3 separate regions of the Mus musculus genome follow, and all the other regions are linked to region 1. Evidence: chromatin contacts called from public Hi-C and capture Hi-C data. All regions are on one chromosome and are shown on one strand. Each heading gives the region's core, a stretch centred on a gene start, on an enhancer-like site or on the middle of the called end of the contact. The rest is flanking DNA. Distances are from core to core; before and after follow the strand shown.

Evidence for each region. A called contact is a pair of places that touch in the nucleus more often than the background predicts. Capture Hi-C pulls out chosen DNA fragments and counts their contacts.
Region 2: a capture Hi-C map of embryonic stem cells shows a contact between it and region 1, with 2.3 times the contacts expected there. The contact joins the promoter of Stk31 here to the promoter of Gimap9 in region 1. A contact is called at or near these places in 2 of 39 promoter capture datasets (the 3T3-L1 cell line and hippocampal neurons), 1 of 115 datasets of contacts at active chromatin or transcription factors (embryonic stem cells) and 1 of 9 other capture datasets (embryonic stem cells).
Region 3: a contact with region 1 is called in a Hi-C map of B cells, with 5 read pairs. The contact joins the promoter of Zfp956 here to the promoter of Gimap9 in region 1. A contact is called at or near these places in 1 of 484 Hi-C or Micro-C datasets (B cells) and 2 of 115 datasets of contacts at active chromatin or transcription factors (memory CD8 T cells and pro-B cells).

What each region holds. Positions count from the first base shown.
Region 1 is chr6:48,674,796-48,678,017 of GRCm38.p6, reverse strand. Gimap9 (GTPase, IMAP family member 9) reads right to left here and starts at 1,883. Exons shown (of 2, transcript NM_174960.2): 1 at 1,764-1,883; 2 at 1-576. The coding sequence starts at 537. Gm46958 (a long non-coding RNA gene) reads left to right here and starts at 1,209. Exons shown (of 2, transcript XR_001785233.2): 1 at 1,209-1,483; 2 at 1,994-2,186.
Region 2 is chr6:49,394,213-49,397,354 of GRCm38.p6, reverse strand. It overlaps Stk31 (serine threonine kinase 31), which reads right to left and starts at 1,751. Exons shown (of 24, transcript NM_029916.2): 1 at 1,671-1,751. The coding sequence starts at 1,720.
Region 3 is chr6:47,951,710-47,954,898 of GRCm38.p6, reverse strand. It overlaps Zfp956 (zinc finger protein 956), which reads right to left and starts at 1,509. Exons shown (of 5, transcript NM_178898.4): 1 at 1,317-1,509. The coding sequence starts at 1,340. Zfp783 (zinc finger protein 783) reads right to left here. Exons shown (of 6, transcript NR_027963.1): 6 at 350-3,189.

The DNA.
Region 1 (3,222 bases), core at 634-3,133:
TTGATTTTCTTGCTCATCCAGAGCTGCTTTGTTATTAAAGGCCAAGTAACGCTTCCCACACTGGGAGATAATATTATTGAGCTTTTCACCCGCATCACTTACAAAATTATCAAGGCTCTGATCCTCAAGGTCTTCTTTGTGAGTAAACAAGATGATCATGTACTTCAGGGCTGCCTCCCCAAAAAGACCCTTGATCAGAGCGACCGTTTTCTGCTCTTCTTCAGTGTAACGGTCCAGTCGCAAAACCAGAATAATGGCGTGAGGCCCAGGGCAGGAGTAGAGAACGCAGCGGCTGATCTCGAAACATGTGGTTTTCATGGTCTCCTTGGTGTCAAAGAGCCCAGGAGTGTCGACTACAACAAGGTTTTTCCCCTTCCACTCCCTGTATGCTCTCTGGCAGGTCTTGGTAACAGCATTGGCACAAATCTTAGAATCAAATTGACGTCTCCCGAGGATGGTGTTGGCTGTAGCACTCTTCCCATTTCCAGTCTTCCCTACCAGAATGATCCTCACTTCAGTGTCTCCCTGGCCAGCCATGTCAAGGCAAGCTGACTCTAAAGATCTGAATGCACAGATCTTAAGGAAGGAGAAGAGAGGAAAATTACCTATTAGACAAATGGAAAGCACTCCCGATCCTTTCTTTTTTTCCTTTTCTCCTGAAATTTTGCAGTGTTCTATAGTTTTAAAAGGCTGATGATCTGGATATCATTTAGGCTGTTCCTGATGGCATGGACAGGCTGTCTCTAGTCCTGCTACCGCCTTCATGCCAATATTGGAACAGATGTTCCTGGCTCATGCCCAATGCCAGGTCTGGGAAATGAGTGCGCCCAAATCGTTACTGTGCCAAATACCTGAAAGCCCAGGATGACTATAGAGGTCAACAGCTTACTATATATTTTATGACGACCTAGGAGAGGCATTCAAGGACTCAAACATAAAGAAAGTGTAAGGAAGGCAGGGGCAGGTAGGATCTCAGTGAGTTCAAGGCCAGCCTGGTCTATAGAGTGAGTTTCAGGACAGGCAAGGCTATACAGAGAACCCCTATCTCAGACCAAAGAGAGAGGGGGAGGGGGAGGGGGGAGGGGGGAGGAAGGGAGGGAGGGAGAGAGAGAGAGAGGGAGAGAGAGGAATTGTTCATCTCCCCTGCTTTGACTGGTACACAGTTAATATGTTAATTATTACAGTTAAATATCACACTGAAGCCAGAAATATGCTCACTTATCATGTTAATAAACATGAAACAAAACCCCCAAGACAGTTAAAACAATCCTGCATAACAAAAGAACTGGCAGAAGTGTCACCACTTCACCTCAGAGTGTACTACAGAGACATAATAAAGAGAAAGCAACAGACAAGATGCAAAACAAGACTCGGAGCCCCTAGACTACACTGTGGCTTCAGCAGCCCTCCGTCAAGCCAAGGGTCACACAGCCACACATGCAAATCTGTCTGTTGTACAATTAAGAGGAGTCAGCACATTGAGGTAAGAAAAAATGAATTAAACATGATCTGAGTTCTCTCCCAACTCTAACGAACCTGCCTTGGGGGACACAGAACTTTCTATAAAGGGCACCAGGCCCTCTGTGACCTTCCCCACAGACACACTGCAACGCATCAGTTCATCTCCTTATATCTCTTAGCCTCCACCCCTCCCCCCAGCAGCTTCCTCCCTGTGCAGACACAATACTTCCACCCCCATAGATGCTCCATTCGCCCTCCCTCTCACAGCTCCCTCGCTCCAGGTCTCTTCCAGCCAGACTCACCTTCTTCTGCAACAGTTAATGAGAGTTCAGGATCTCTCCAAGGAACCAATTTGACCTGGTTCAAGTTTTCTACTGAACTATGAAGTAAAACTTCCCTCATTCCCTGACAGGAAGTTCTATGGGTGGAGCCAATTGTAGCTTCCCCCCCCCCCCCCCCCAGCCTGAAGCGGGCGGGTACAGACCTTGTTGCCTCGGAGGTGGGGCCACCTGCGGTGCAACTTTCTGACTAGGCTGGCTCCTTTTGAAGAGACAACTGCCCTGCTCTTCTGCTACCTGCTCAGAGGCTGAACCTGTCTTCCTGAGACATTCCTGGCGACCGCGTGCTGACAGAATGGCTCCAGGCACGGAGAATGAACTGGCAGTGGGGATGGGCCTTCCCCCTTATAAGCACACTCTCTTAGTAAACTCAACTCGCGGGCCTGATCAGAGAAATTTTTGTCTTGGCTTCATTATCTTTTCTCACAGTCTAAGTCTCTTTCAGCCCCAGCCTGCCTCCCAGGTGCACCCCGTTCATGTAGGCCGCGGGCCGGCTTACAACAGGAGCCAATGAAGAAACCATTTGCTTTTAAAGAAACAGAAATATTTTCTTGTAATTTAATAGGTGCTTCAGCTCTGTCAAGTTGAAGCCTTTTCTCTGTATGTCTATTATAATGCCAAACGTTTCTAAATATTTTTTTATTATTATTGTTTGGTTTTTTTTTTTTTTTTTTTTTTTTAGATTACTGATGTGTTTATAAAAAGATAACGAGAGAAGGAGGGATATGCTCTATGGAAGGTGTAGTGAGGTATGGGAGGAGTTGTCCCAGCAGTCCCATTCCAAGGCATCACTTGTTCCTGAGGGACCAGCCACACGACGGTATAATATAGAATAGAGTTTATTCAGGGCATGGGGAGGGAAGTCAAGAGGGTAGAAGAAGCAGAGAAACGCAGAGGGGTTAGAGAGTACAGAAGTAAAGGCCAGCCATGGGCATGTGGAGAGAGCGGGGCAGGGGCGAGGGGATGGAATGGGGAAGGGACAAGGGAGCAGATAGCAAGAAGAGAAGAGCAAGAGCGGGAGAAGGGGGCAAGCAGCCCCTTTTATAGTGGGTGAGGCCTACCTGGCTGTTGTCAGGGAATTGTGGGGTGGAGTTTAGACAGAATGCTAACAATTACAGTCTCAGGTAGCCCAACCTACAGTTGAACTCACAGTGTGTGGAGGATGACCTTGAACTGAAAGCTGAGAACCTGGTAATTACTCAGTCCTTGAAGCTAGATACCTCAACAGTTGGAGTTGTCTCAAGATTGTTGGTTCCCAAGGCAGACAAGAGATGGTAGGTAGAGCATTGCCCATACCCTGGACTTCTCTCAGAGAGCTGGGCAGGAGGGTGGCTGCTCCCTACCCAAATCAGGCATGGGCCTACTCAACTTTTTAAGTTAAGAATCAGTTAAGCTTCTGATTCCCTGCCAGAGAACTGGCTTA
Region 2 (3,142 bases), core at 502-3,001, 720 kb before region 1:
ATAAATAAATAATAAAATGCCTGAGAGTGGCTAGCCTGGGAGTGGCTATTGGCTATTTTGTTTTTTAAAATGCCCTAGAATTAAAAACTGAAATATATCAAATTTGCCTATTACTTCAAAAATCATGTTTATTACATAAAAAAAGTACTTCAAAAGAAGTGTCTACTACTTTACGATTTGATTCTCAAAAATCCAGGAATCACTTTCTACTCATAAATTAAAATGATAAAATATGTAATCTACTTCACTGTTCAATTCCAACTGATTTTATTTCATTCTCAAAATAGGCGCACTCTCCACCCTCCAAAGCTGGGGGGTGTGGTTAGAGCATTGGTTTGTCCTTCAACTTTAAGGTAATTCTACACATTCCAATAAATAGGGGAAAAACAATTTTTCACAAAACTGCCCTTAAAACGTAGGGTACATGCCATGGTTTGAGACTCATTTTTTGAGAGCTTTTAGATCATCCAAGAACATCTAATCTACATCAAGGTTTCAAATGCTCTCAACTATGAAAAGAGTAATTAACTCATCACAGCAAATAATGGAGCTTATTTATAGGAATTTAAAACTTGCAAATTTTGTCTAGCTTAATTTTTTTTCAAATAACATCACTGAATCATCTTCAAATCTGGGATCCTTTAAAAAGTAGTTTTAAAATTCAGCTGTGGAGAAGCTGTTTTAAAAAAAAAAAATGGAAACAACAATATGAACTAAGCAGTACCCCGGAGCTCTTGTCTCTAGCTGCATATGTATCAAAAGATGGCCTAGTCGGCCATCACTGCAAAGAGAGGCCCATTGGACTTGCAAACTTTATATGCCCCAGTACAGGGGAACGCCAGGACCAAAAAGGGGGAGTGGGTGGGTAGGGGAGTGGGGGTGGGTGGGTATGGGGGACTTTTGGGATAGCATTGGAAATGTAAACGAGCTAAATACCTAATAAAAAATGGAAAAAAATTTTTTTTAAAAAATGGAGTCTTTTAGTGAGAAAGAATATTTCTCTGGAAAACACTATTGTTTGCTTGGTTGGTTGGTTGGTTCTTGGTTGTTTTCGGTTTTTTGAAGACAGGTTTCTCAGTAGCTGTCCTGAACTCTCTCTGTAGACCAGGCTGGCCTCAAACTCAAAGATCTGCCTGCCTCTGCCTCCCGAATGGAGTAGGATTAAGACATGTGTTACCACTGTCACGGGCACAGAAAAAATTAAAAGTTTACTTTGGAAATCCTGCCACTTGTTTTAAGAAACTGGTTTTCTAGCCTTATTTTAAATCGTTGTTAAAAGACTTGCCAAGGAACTGTAGTGACTTTAAGCAGAGGTGGAGGGCACGACGGCGAATTCAAATCTCGCCTTGAAATGGGCCAAGGTGAGGTAAAGATGCTGGCTTTCTGGGGGGCCTGGAAGGCTAAAACCACAGACGTCGCCAGAGGGGAAGAAAGTCGTCCACACAGTGGGTCTGCGGGCAGCTCACCGAGATTTGTCCACACAGTGGGTCTGCGGGCAGCTCACCAAGATTTGTCCACACAGTGGGTCTGCGGGCAGCTCACCGAGAAGCTGCGGCGCCTTCGAGCTCGCCGGAAGTAGGCCTCAGCCCAGACCTAAAACGCCAGCAGCGTGGACAAGAACACCCTGGGAGCGGCCCCTGTCGCCCTCGCCACCAAAGACTACCACTGACCTTACACTTTGCGCCACAGCCGTCCCAGCAAAGAGCCGCTGGCCCCACATACCAGGCGCTCCACCCTCAGCCCTCCAGCCCTCAGGCCAGCCCTTGGCGCCGCTTACCGCCGAGCTTCCACGCCTCAGGGCACGCACTGCGCCTGCGCATGCGCGAGGTGCTGCTGCGCTATAGCGGAGGGAGCGCAGCCCTGGTCACGTGGGTGGCCGGCCTCAAGGCCTCGAGCGCAGCCAGGCCGCCCACGGTCCACGCACGCGCTCCGCTCTGCTCCCGAAAGCAGCAGCCTGGCCCTGTGTGCAGTCAGTTTATAGGAGGGCGCCCCACACCCCGCCAGTGATGTAAGACCGTGACATGAAGTTGCGTGGGTCTTCCTAATTTGTACCTCGAGATTTAAACTTTTTTTTTTTTAAAAGCCAAAATTGGGACAAACTGGATATTCTTTTCCCAAAGAAAAGAATACCGTAATAAGTGACAATATCATTTTATAGATCAATAGCTTTACACATATTTCTCCCCAAACTTCGCATCCACATCAAACATTGCAGGGGACAGCAGGGATCGGTGGGGACTGGGATGGGATAGGGTTATAGGCAAGTTATTACACTTGGAGGAAACATTGCACAGCTAAAAACCATCTCTATCTAGTTCTTTTGTTTTGCAAAGGAATGAATTAAAACCAAGGCCTCACGAAAGATCACTACCAAGGAGCCCTCCATTTAATTTCTAAAGCTTAAAGTATAATTTGCATAGACTACAGATATTAAAGTGTAAAGTATTTTAATATTTTTATACATCACTGAAGTCATCCCCATAATAAAACATTTCCATCAACCTCAAAAGTTTCTTCATGTTGTTTACATTAACTGGCCCTCCTTATGTACCTTTCTGTTTCTTGTAACTGAACGTTAATTCTTTTTTTTTTTTTTTCTAAAACTGTTGACAGAATCACACATAAAGACCATTTTATTTGCCTTCTTTCAAATGGCATGGGTATCTTAAGATAATTCCACCTGTTTTCTTCTATATATCAACAGCTTGTAACTTCCCAGGTACTAGTCCACTGTGGATGCCTAACAGGTTTTCTACATTTCTGGGTAGAAGGGTTGTTTTGACTTTAGACTTCTCTCAAATAAAGCTGTTATGGCCTTCAATTCTTTCCGTGGACATACCCTTTCATTTCTTTTGGGCTAATGTCCCCTAGTGGATGGTTAAATGGTAGAAGAGTGTACAAGAAGTTGCCAGACTATTTAACAAAGAAGCTACTCTAATTTATATTACCACCATCAAAGTTTATATATTCTAGTTGCAAGGCTGAAGAAATGCCTCAGTAGTTAAAAGTAATGTCTGGTCTTCCAGAGGTCCTAGGTTTTGTTCCCAGAACCCACCCATTTGGCAGCTCACAAAGGTCTACTCCAGTTCCAGGGAATCCAACAGCCTCTCTGACTGCCTCAGGCACAAGTGTTGCACAGACA
Region 3 (3,189 bases), core at 260-2,759, 720 kb after region 1:
CATACAGCTAGATCTTATGGAAGCATTTTCTCAATTGAGATTCATTCCTCTCAGGTAACCTCAGCTTGTTTCAAGTTGGACACTAGGTCTCTGTGACTGAGACACCTCAACAAACAGCCCCGAACAGTCACTACAGTGCCCTGAACAGTCACTTTACTGGAAGCTAGATCTTAGATGCCAGTAGGCAGTGGCAGAGAAAGCTGAAAGCCAGCATCTTAGTCAAAAGAAGGGGGGTAATGTCACCATGCATAACTGTAAATAAAATGCGGAGCTGTGGGGACTACAGATAAATCCTGGAACTTCCCTCTATCTCTAAGGTGGTCAAACAGAAAAAGCACTCAGGGTGTATGACATTTATTATATATTGTATTACCAATAAACATGAAGGTTCCTGACTATTGGTCAGAATGTGTTATATGTTCTAAACCAAAGACTGTAACGAATACAATTTTGTGACATTAAACTTCCCCCAAGATATCTTCCATAAAAAAGACACAGCAAAGTGTCCCACACAGTAAGATACTTGTCACTAGAAACTTCTCTCTTCCTCACTCCATCCTGAGGTCTGTGACCACTGACCCATACAACAAAATGTGGTTGGGAGGAGGCAGTCTTCACACATAAAGGTCAAATATCTTCGTCTCTCTGGGATCCTTTGCCACAAATCTAACACCAAGAAATGTCTTTGAAGTCACTGCAAAGCTATTGCTAGCAGGAGATGCCTCCTACCTTCAGGGACTGTAAATCTCATCTCAGTAGTTCACTCACCTGAACCTAAAACACGCCTACCCAACGTTTTCTATAACACTGATTCCCTAACTAGTTGCAGTAGGAAAGTCTTCCCGGTGTTCATCAAAAAACAACAAGCGAGGAAGTATGTATCTACTCTTAATAGAATCGAATTCAGGCCCGAAAGGCCGTGGAACCCTCCCTCCTAGGCAGGAGCTAGATTCTAGGTCCCAGGACCAAGAGGGCTAACTGGAGGGGGCCTTAGCTCGGGATTTGATCGGAGATGGCTAATACTTGCGAGATGGAGCAAAGAGGTCCTGGAAAAAAGGAGTCGTGGAGTAAAAACGACCGCAGCCGGTGCACCGGGCCCAGATATTTCCTGGTGAAGCTCAACGGCCGTATATTACAAATGATCAAACCCGTGGCAAAGGAGACAAGGACTTAATCATGTGGCAACAGACCTCCTAGTCCTCCTCCCTGACTACCTGGCTGAGCTCTACCCAATTTTAGGAGGTGGTAAGATGTCCTCCCGGCGAATTCAGGAACCGCTTCACATCCCCCACATGATCGGTAAGGGCCACCCTTACCGGTGCAGCGGCCGCCTCAGTCATGGCTGCGCGCGATTCTGCTTCGTCTTGTTGTAGCCGCTGTGTCCCCTACAGGCGGCCCTTCCTGGCCTCACGATACAGAATCAGGATGGTCGTCTTGGACGCAGTTGGCAGTTTGAGACCTAGACGTCCTCGCTGCTCCCGCGGCAGAAACGCAGGCCACACCCTCCACAAGGCGGCTCCCCATTGGCTAGCCCTGGAGGTTCCGCCCCTGACGGTAGAGAAGCCAGACTCTATTGGCTAGCTGGGAGCACAAGCTGCATAGCGTTCGCTAGCGTTTCGTCTCAGCCCCGCAGGTGTGAGCACTAGGTGTTGAGCTCCGTTCACCTTTGAGCTGTAGAGCCACGCCAACCACTAGGGTCACATGTTGAGACTCCCCAGAACAAACTAGGCCACAAACACGCAGCTACATTTTCCAGTGTATTTATAGAGCACCGATTAAGTTAATATTTCCACCTCCATGGTTCTTAGGGCCTTGTAACCAACCCAACCATATCTTTGTTTTACAAAATAAGTCATCAGAATCTGGGATCCAACGTCTTTGAGCTCAGGCAACCATGCAGCCTTTGTTCATTCTTAACTCAAAATACTCTTTAACCTGTCCTATTGAATTTCAGGTTAAATGCAGTAAGCCCAGTTGTGCATAATGGCACAAGCAAGGAAATCCTAGTAGGTAGATAGAGGTAGGGGAAAAAAATTCACTGCAAGCCCAAGGCGAGCCAGGATTATACAGCGCCTCTTCCCCCACCCCAGCACTTGGATTTGTGCTTCAAATATGAATACTTGTTTTCCAGAGAACATCTAAAGCATTAGAAGAGAGGCCTAGGAACCCCCAGAACAGCAACATGAGTGCTTGCAGCGGAGGATTAAGTTTGGGGCAGCTATACTGTCCACGTTCAGTCTGAGCGCTTACTGACAACTGCTGTCTTGCTTGCAGGGCCTAAACAACGGTTGGGTGTGCAGGCAAGTAACGTCCAGAACCATGGCTGCATGCCACAGTCTTGCCAGTCATACCCCTACCCTGGGAATGACGGCAGTGTCACCCTCTGCCTCGTCTGTGCAGGACTTCTGAGTGGCTACAGAGTCTGCAGGACTTTAGCAATAGCACAGCCAGGGATGAAGGCACCTGGGAGCCTTCATGTGCTCTGGTGTCTGAGTGCCAAACAAGAGAGCAAACTATCAGAATTGGAATCCATCACCCAGCTCCAGAAGCTCCACAAGGCTGTCCCCAAGGTGCTGTGACAAAGAGGCACATGAAGCACCCGCTCTCATGACTTTGAGGCATGACACTATCACCTCAAATTCCTGGTCTGGAGCTTGTGCTTTTGAAGGGCCCCTAAAGTACCAACTCAGCTGGAAAGTGAAGGAACTTCCACCACTTGGCAGGCACAAGGGAAAGGCCCTGAGACAGTGCAGGTCCTGTCCTGTTCAGAGCTGGGCCCTTGCAGGGCTGGACTTCCCTGGAGGACAGAAAGCAAGAGGAAATGCAGGATTGTTTAGCCTCAGGAATGAGTCTGCATGTGGACAGCCAGGTGGTGGCTCCTTGCCACACTGGGGGCACTGATAGGAACGCTCACCAGTATGGATACACTGGTGACAAAAGAGGTCTGAGGGCCGGCGGGAGGCCTTGCCACAGTAGGGACAGGCAGGCCAGCTCTGCCTCTTGCCTGTGTGCTGATGCTGGTGTAATACCAGGCTCTTCTGTTGCTGAAAGGAGTGAAGACATTCACTACAGTGGTAAACTGTAGTTGCTGGCCTTTGTCTCATGAAGGCATGGCTTGTTGGAGACCGGTGGCTTGTGGGCTCCTCAGGTGGCCAGTGGATGACAGGGCCTGGCACCACCACTTTCTCT